3 separate regions of the Gossypium hirsutum genome follow, and regions 1 and 3 are each linked to region 2. The links are chromatin contacts, called in public Hi-C maps. All regions are on one chromosome and are shown on one strand. The core of a region is the stretch at or near the end of the contact, and the rest is flanking DNA. Distances in the headings are between cores, read along the strand shown. Region 1 holds the start of LOC121203456 (NADPH-dependent diflavin oxidoreductase 1-like). Region 2 holds the start of LOC107954349 (DNA polymerase epsilon subunit C). Region 3 holds the start of LOC107953215 (elongation factor 1-alpha).

Region 1 (2,700 bases), core at 65-2,564, 320 kb before region 2:
CGGTAAATAATTAAAAATTGGCCCATTTCGGTAATTAAAAAAAAAAGACTTTTATTGGTAAATTGCCCTTCATTTTTTTAGTCTAAAACCGTTAAAACACTAACGGTAGACTACTGTGGCAGTTAACTTAATGACATGTATTTTTTTTTCTATTATTTTTTTCCCATAATTTTCATGTAATTTTATAATTAAAAAAAACTATTTTTAACCCCAAAACGGTGTTTTAAAACTCTTTGATTGTTGTTCATTATAACAGCAGAAACAGTGAACTAACTCTAATGAAAATTTGAAAATTAACTGAATCAAACAACATTAGATAATTACAAGCTTGCCACCCATCCATCATTTATAATATTAAAAGTTAAAAAAATGGGGAAATAGTGTAATTTGATTATTTTTAGTTACTGATTCAAGAATAGGTCATCGATCCCCAAAAAAATGAGACCGGGTTGGGTCACGATTCATAGTCCAGCTCCAGCTTTGGCGCGATATATCTTGCCAAAAATGTGGAGAGCGGCGACAAATGCAATAAAACAAAGAGTCATGATTAGGACAACGGTAGGGGAGATCTTCAAGCCTGGAGCATCGTCTGTGTAGAACCAGAGCATGTTGCTTCCAAAATCGGAGCCGGCGGAAGGCGGGGCAGAGGTGGTAGCGCCTCCCATAACCCTGCAGCAATGCATTCTTTTCCCCTTTATTCTTCAGGGCTTTAAAGCACCTAAAACTTATCAAAACGGTACCATTTTGGGTTTATTTTTTATTTTATTTTAACGGTTTTGGACTAAAAAGATAAATTGATAAGTTAGGCGACTTGACTAGAGGTGTCCATGGGCCGGGTCGGGCCCAAAAAAATTCAGCTCGCATCCTAGGCCCTGGCCCGACCCAAAATATCGGCTTGAAATTTTGTCCAGGCCCGGCTCGGGAAAAAAATTCTAAGCCCGAGACTGGCCCATTTTTTAATAAACACCAAAAAATTATTTTAAAAATAATAAATAAAAAAGTATTTTAAAAATATTTTAAAAATAAAAAATAAAAAAAATTTATTATATATTCGGGCCGGGCTGGGTCGGGCAAAAAAGTGGTGCCCGAGGCCCGACCTGTTTTCTAAACGGGCCTCTTTTTTTACCCAAACCCATATTTCGGGCCTATATTTTTACTCGAATCCTCCCATATTTCGGACGGGTCATCGGGCTGGGCCCGGTCGCCCGGCCCATGGACACCTCTAGACTTGACAATAAAATTTCTAATAATCAGATGACTGTTTATGTAATTTACATTAAAATAAAAATAGAGATTAAAAGAAATAGCACAAGTACCAAAGTCACGGTACGGGCCAAAAGAGTTTAAGCAGAGAATTAAGGGTTCTGAAGGCATCTGGACGTAACCTCTAACTTAACCCGACCCGCGATCACTTTTTCCGCGAACCTTATTTCTACAGATTCTTGAATCTTCCGTCGATTCCGATTAACCCTAGAAGGAGCACTTTATTCTCCAAGTTTAGCAATGGAGATGAAGACGAAGACACTACTCATACTATACGCAACTCAGACGGGAAACGCATTAGATGTAGCCGAGCGTATTGCACGAGAAGCTGAGCGAAGAGCCTGCACCGTCGTTATTAGTTCAACCGACGATTATGATGCTGTAATTTATCTCTTCCTTTTTCTTTTTCCATTTAAAAATATTTTCTGAGTAACTTACTTGATACTGTTTTGCAGAATTCGTTGCCTGCTGAAGACACTGTCATTTTTGTTGTTTCTACCACAGGCCAAGGGGATACTCCAGATTCTATGAAGGCAAGGCTAACCCTATTTTTTTTCTTCAAATATCCTATTTTTGTTCCTAGTATGCCTCAAATTTATTGTTTTCGCTTTCCTAATCTTTTATATACATACATTTATTATATTGCAGGTATTTTGGAGGTTTCTTCTGCAAAGAAATCTTGGCAGCCATTGGTTGGAAGGAATTCACTATGCAGTGTTTGGATTAGGAGATTCAGGGTACCAAAAATATAATGTAATGGTTTTCTACAGTTGATTTTATTGCATTTTTAAATTCATATCTACTGTTTTTCACACAACATTTATTTATATTATATTTTGTTTTTATTCTTCATTTTTTGTGGCTTATATCAGTGCTGTTAATGTTCCTCATCTTTGAGTACAATGTTTGAGGAGCCCAATGACTTCATATACTCTTGATGACATTATGATTATTATCAAATGCCTATTTTCAATGCGGATCACTATTATCCATATTGCTTCATGAAGGCCACTAATTCCAATGTCCCGAGACATCTTCACATTGAAGGAAAAATAGGGAAACAGGGGAGGCCACTCTAGAAACATGCGTTAATGTCTCGAGACACATTATGGGATTTTGATTTTTAGAGTTGGATTCAAATCAGGACTCCGCATTCGACCTCGTATAGCCCCGGGGTTTAATTAATGAGATTGTTATACATTTGTAAGGCATGATTACATTCGTGATTGATATTAATTTGATTTAAGCCATAAGCTATGAATACGGTGGCTTTCTATGGGTTTCTTGTTTCTATTAAATTGCTTGGCATGTAGTTTGATTGACGCTGTTCCTGGTGCATAATTAGAGCGAAACTTAATTTGGCATGTGGTGGCTGCAGTTTGTTGCAAAGAAGCTTGATAAAAGACTTTCAGACCTTGGGGCTACAGCTGTTGTTGA
Region 2 (2,700 bases), core at 109-2,608:
TCACCATAAAAGTATAACCCTAAGCCACATAAACCAATTTTAAACTAATGTTTCTATAAACTCATCTATAGAAGCTTTCATCCTGCTGACCAAACCGTGAGAATCCATTGGCAGTATCACATTCCATAAGAATCCGACTTTTTTAGCTCAGAAACATTATTGTAACAATAGATATTAATCTTTATGAACATATAACATATCTAAGAAAACCACTGAAAACCCCTATCTTTACCGAAAATGCATCTCAAGCTTCAATCCTGGCAATAGTTAGTGTTGTTTGAGCAAATATGTGTAAGGTCGAGTAAGTCAAGGCTCATGCTAATATTCTACGGTAATGTCAGATAGAACCGGCAAAGGAAACAACATATACAAGGAGGATTCAAAAAGGAACGTACATAGGTGCTTGTAACTAAGTGATTTCTTGCGATCTTTAATGGAGCATTTGTATCCATCTTCGCAGAACTTTTCAAGAAACAATTCCTGCAAAAAAACAAAAACACATTTAGACAATAAACAATATGAAACAGAGTGATAATTACCTTTGGATCAAACAATGCTCATACCATACCAATTCCACAGAGAAGAAGAAACAACATGCAAAACACCAATTTTTTTTAAAATTAAAAAACAACAAATTTGAGCAGAATTAAAGCAATGATTTAAGACCAACAATTTCAAGATCCCAACTTTTCAAAATACATTTAAGGCATGCATTCAACCAAACATAGACCCCATAAATGACAGCAAAGGATTATCAAGCTTTAACCTTGGAGGATAAACACATTGGGAAAAAAACCCCACTTTATGACTTTAAAGACTATAAAAAAGGAAGGAAAAGATTCAAAGGAAACCCTAAAGGCATTCAGGAAAATAACCCCAAAAAAGGGGGAAAGAAAAAGGAATTACCGCGGCTTTGTTAACAAGAAAAACAACATCTTGAGAAACAGCCATATGTGAATCTTCAGTCTTGATTATCCTCTTGATTCTGTTCATTGGAAATTTACACACCTTTGCTTCTTCTTCTTCCTCGTCTACTTCTTCCTTTCGCTTCCTTTTGCTGTAGGGTTTAACGTTCTTGTGGGAGTTGTTTCTGTTTTCTTGGGGTTCTGATTCAGAGCTTGAAGATGGGTCGGCAATAACCTGGGACTTGACCGGGATTCCATTGCTGCTCTGGTTTTTGCTTTTGTCTGGCTTTGATTCGGGATTTGGCTTTGATTTGGTAGGTATTTTGGAGGCACTTGCTTTCTTCTCTGGTTTTTTAATGGATTTTTTTTTGTCTTTGTCAGCGGTTCTGTTGCTCTTCTCCTTATTCTTCTTGTTCCTGTTCTCTTCTTTGGGTTTCTTGGAAGAGGAGGCCATTGCGCTCTCTCTCTCTCTCACAGATTCCGGAAAATCTCAACTCCGAACTCCATGGATCTGATATCTAAGGCCATTATGTAGATTGGGTTCTCTCATGGGCTTAACTTTAAATGGGCTACAAAACCAATTCGTGAGTGACAAAAAGTTGGATTCCCTTTTAAAAGAAGTCTTAAAAATCCAATTAACTGCAACACAATTCAGATGGGACCAGCTTCAATATATTGTACTCTGAATTTTAGACAAAAAAAAATCTATAAATCGGTAATAGTTAAGTATCACCGAGAAAATACATGGACGTATCACTAAATCAAATGCTCAACAATGATAGTTTTACAAGCACATGAGGCTAAGCAAAAGTAGCACCAACATGAAGATTATGAGTACATTCTTTTATTACTAACTCATCAAGTAGTTCAAAAACAGGCAGCAATTTCCTATCTCTACAGTTCATTTCAATCAGAAACTCCCAACAATGTGGTTCTGGTTTAAACCCCGTTTCAGCCAATCCAAACAATGCTGTAACTGCATCATCTACCATTCCGGCTTTACAAAGCTGAATCAACACCTCATTCGACGTTGCATAATGTGGGAAAAACCCCCTATCCAACATCAGACCCAACAGCTTAGCTGCCTTTTCCATTTCATCTTTCTGGCATAATGCATTCAATACAATTCTGTAACTTGCTTTGTTCAAGTAAACACCTTCGTATGGCAGCTTCTCGAGCATCTGAAGCACCTCATGGAACCTACTTTCTCGGCATAACCCACCAAGTAATACATTTAAAGTAACAACATCGGCTTCACATTTGTTTTCCTTCATTTCCTTAAGCAATGACATCGCCTCATCGATTCTACTAGCCCTACAAAGGCAATTCATCAATGTAGTATAAACAATTGTATCAGGTTTCAGACCTGTGCTCTTCATTTCAACAAAAAGTTGTTTGGCTTCTTCCCAACTTCCCTCCTTGCATAAGCCATTCATCAAAGCAGAGTAATTGAATAAATTAGGGCTGCATCCATTGTTTTTCATAAACTCTATTATCTTTCTCGCCCGATCGACTTTTCCTTCACGACAGAAGCCATTAATTAACAAATTATAGGTTAAAGCATCAGGCAATATCTGATCCTTACCAACCATTTCCTCAAACAATTCGATGGCTTCCTTAAGTCGTCTACTTTCACAGAGACCGCCTATCAAGGTTGAGTAAGTAATCAGACTGGGATAAGAAACCTTAGATTTTTTCATCTCGTTTACAACTTCAAACGCAGATTCAAGGTCTCCATTATTACAATGATGTTTAACCAAGATGTTAAAAATGCAGGTATTGGGTCTCAACCTGA
Region 3 (2,700 bases), core at 93-2,592, 300 kb before region 2:
TTGTGTCGGGTTGAAGTTTTATCATTTCATCCATTATCTTGTTTAACTTATTCTTACTTTGTTATTTTGTTTTCAAGTTACCTGTTAGAATGATTGAATAACCAATTGTACTTGTGATCATCAAATGATTACGAGCATGCATCATCCCCTTTATTCCCAAAATTCTAATATTGGTAACCCCATAATTTGGGGCACCAAAACTATTCTCCTCCTTCAGCCAAACACTCTTTGGCGCCATCGCTTGCCTAGTCGGAGCTTGAAGGGAGATGTCCAACCCTAACTTAAAATCTTACTTTTCTTGGAGAATCCTAACAAGACAAAAACTTTCCCCATGACCAAGTTTTCCACAAAGAAAGTAAAAAACCACTCGCCTACTTGCATTATTCCTTTATACCCCAATGAAACAACTTTCACATCATACTCAAGGAACACCCCAATAAAATTACCTAGTTGCTTTGCCACCATCTCGGGCATGAACCCATGCGGTAGATCATGGAATAGAACCCAAAAATCTACAGTAAACAGTGGCATAACCATTGGTTCGTCCCCATCTTTTAACTGGTGCATAACGAGAAGATGAGAATTGAAATTCCATGGTCCTCCAGCCTTAATTCTGTTTACATCCACCGTATGATATAATCAAAAAATATACCTTCTTTCATTCTGATCAGAAATCGAAATACCCTCAATCGAATGCTAAACGTTTGCCAAAGTTGCTTGCATTGACTGAAAATTAACTAGACTCGACGTTAGAAAAGAGCCCACAAAACAATTATCAAAAGAGACCATTGAATCTGGTTTCTTTGTACCCAACTACAACACCTCATCCTCCTCATCCCATGGGATAGATTGGCAATATTCTCTTCCACATCTGTCATCCTTTAACAATGGTGGAAATAGAGAGCAATGAAACTAGAAAATAGAGAAAAGGAAAAACGTGCTATAAAGCAAAGACAAGAATGCTACAAAGCAGAGAATAAATTTACTTCATAGTTGATAAATATTTTATATTTGAAATGCTTATATTATTTAAACTATTAAAATTTATAGATAATTAATATCTTATTATAAAATATTTTAATTATTTTATATTACATGAAATAAATAAAATTAATTGTATAATTGTATATTTTTTAAATAATAATTACTCTAATTAAGTGAAATATTTAATTAATTAAAATGAAATAATTAAATGGGTAAATAGTGACATAAAAAAGTTAATTAATAAATTTAAGTAAAATACAAATGACAGCGTTTCGCCAGTAGTTTCGATAGTGTCCAGAGAGTTCCCAGAGAACCCCCGGCTTTAACTGTAGTCAATCAAACGAAATACAAGGGCAATTTCGTAAAACTGCCTTAATTGGATCTCCTTGTGTAACCCTAACCCTAGCTCTTGTTGCTTTTTCTCAATATATATAGTAGGCAGAGCCCTTACCGGTTACCCCAATTCTTCATTTTCATTTTATTGTTCCTTCCTTCGCCGTCTACTGCTCTTGTGACCTCGATTTCAAGGCGAGTAGTCTCATCTCATTATCCTTTCTTTTCTTCTATTATTTTTATCTAAGACGATGATTTGAAGCTTTGTATATATATATGGATTCATCTTGTGTTGAGATTTATGATTTGTTGTTGATTTTAATCTGTATTTTTGAGGTTCGATTTTTTTTCTCTTTCAATGTTGATTTCGCGATAGATCTTGTTTTTATTGGATCGAATCTAAGATAATAAGGTGATCTGAAATTATTTTGGTGTATATTTTTGTTTACTTTGCTTTTTCGGAATGATACTGTTTGCCTTGGGTAAACAACTTGTCTTCTCATTTTCTCTTTTTATTATTGTTCAACATAAGCTTAGTTGAGACCATGTCTTTCTTCATCTCTGAGTTATGAATTTTAATCAGCCTAGCTCTGAGTTTAGAGATTTTCTTTCTAGCAGCTTTTGAAAACACATTTATGATCCATGTGAAATTTCATATGTACGTTTTTTTAATATTTTGATTTTAACTGTTCCCCTCTTTTTGTTCTTGTGGTTTTGTACAGTGAAACAGAATGGGTAAGGAAAAGACTCACATTAACATTGTGGTCATTGGCCATGTCGATTCCGGAAAATCGACCACCACTGGCCACCTGATCTACAAGCTTGGTGGTATTGACAAGCGTGTGATTGAAAGGTTTGAGAAAGAAGCTGCTGAGATGAACAAGAGGTCATTCAAGTATGCTTGGGTGCTTGACAAGCTCAAGGCTGAACGTGAGCGTGGTATCACCATTGATATTGCCTTGTGGAAATTTGAGACCACCAAATACTACTGCACTGTGATTGATGCGCCTGGACACCGTGACTTTATCAAGAACATGATTACTGGTACCTCGCAGGCTGACTGTGCTGTTTTGATTATTGATTCCACCACTGGTGGTTTTGAGGCTGGTATCTCCAAGGATGGTCAGACTCGTGAGCATGCTTTGCTTGCTTTTACCCTTGGTGTCAAGCAAATGATTTGCTGTTGCAACAAGGTAAAAATCATTATCTGTTTACATTTGTGTTATTGGGAGACTTTGATGCTAATTTTTGTTTGTTTTTTCTGTATAGATGGATGCCACTACCCCTAAATACTCGAAGGCTAGGTATGATGAAATCGTGAAGGAAGTCTCTTCCTACTTGAAGAAGGTTGGATACAACCCTGACAAGATTCCATTTGTTCCC

What was found. A called contact is a pair of places that touch in the nucleus more often than the background predicts.
Region 1: a contact with region 2 is called in a Hi-C map of hypocotyl, with 3 times the contacts expected there. The contact joins the promoter of LOC121203456 here to the promoter of LOC107954349 in region 2. A contact is called at or near these places in 5 of 34 Hi-C or Micro-C datasets (hypocotyl and leaf).
Region 3: a Hi-C map of leaf shows a contact between it and region 2, with 3 times the contacts expected there. The contact joins the promoter of LOC107953215 here to the promoter of LOC107954349 in region 2. A contact is called at or near these places in 6 of 34 Hi-C or Micro-C datasets (all in leaf).

Annotation. Positions count from the first base shown.
Region 1 is chrD07:17,608,370-17,611,069 of Gossypium_hirsutum_v2.1, forward strand. LOC121203456 (NADPH-dependent diflavin oxidoreductase 1-like) reads left to right here and starts at 1,315. Exons shown (of 13, transcript XM_041097633.1): 1 at 1,315-1,644; 2 at 1,719-1,796; 3 at 1,912-2,016; 4 at 2,642-2,700. The coding sequence starts at 1,504.
Region 2 is chrD07:17,930,840-17,933,539 of Gossypium_hirsutum_v2.1, forward strand. It overlaps LOC107954349 (DNA polymerase epsilon subunit C), which reads right to left and starts at 1,359. Exons shown (of 4, transcript XM_016889883.2): 1 at 907-1,359; 2 at 396-480. The coding sequence starts at 1,359. LOC107954347 (pentatricopeptide repeat-containing protein At5g18475) reads right to left here. Exons shown (of 1, transcript XM_016889882.2): 1 at 1,556-2,700. The coding sequence ends at 1,706.
Region 3 is chrD07:17,633,675-17,636,374 of Gossypium_hirsutum_v2.1, forward strand. It overlaps LOC107953215 (elongation factor 1-alpha), which reads left to right and starts at 1,343. Exons shown (of 3, transcript XM_016888454.2): 1 at 1,343-1,512; 2 at 2,040-2,510; 3 at 2,587-2,700. The coding sequence starts at 2,049.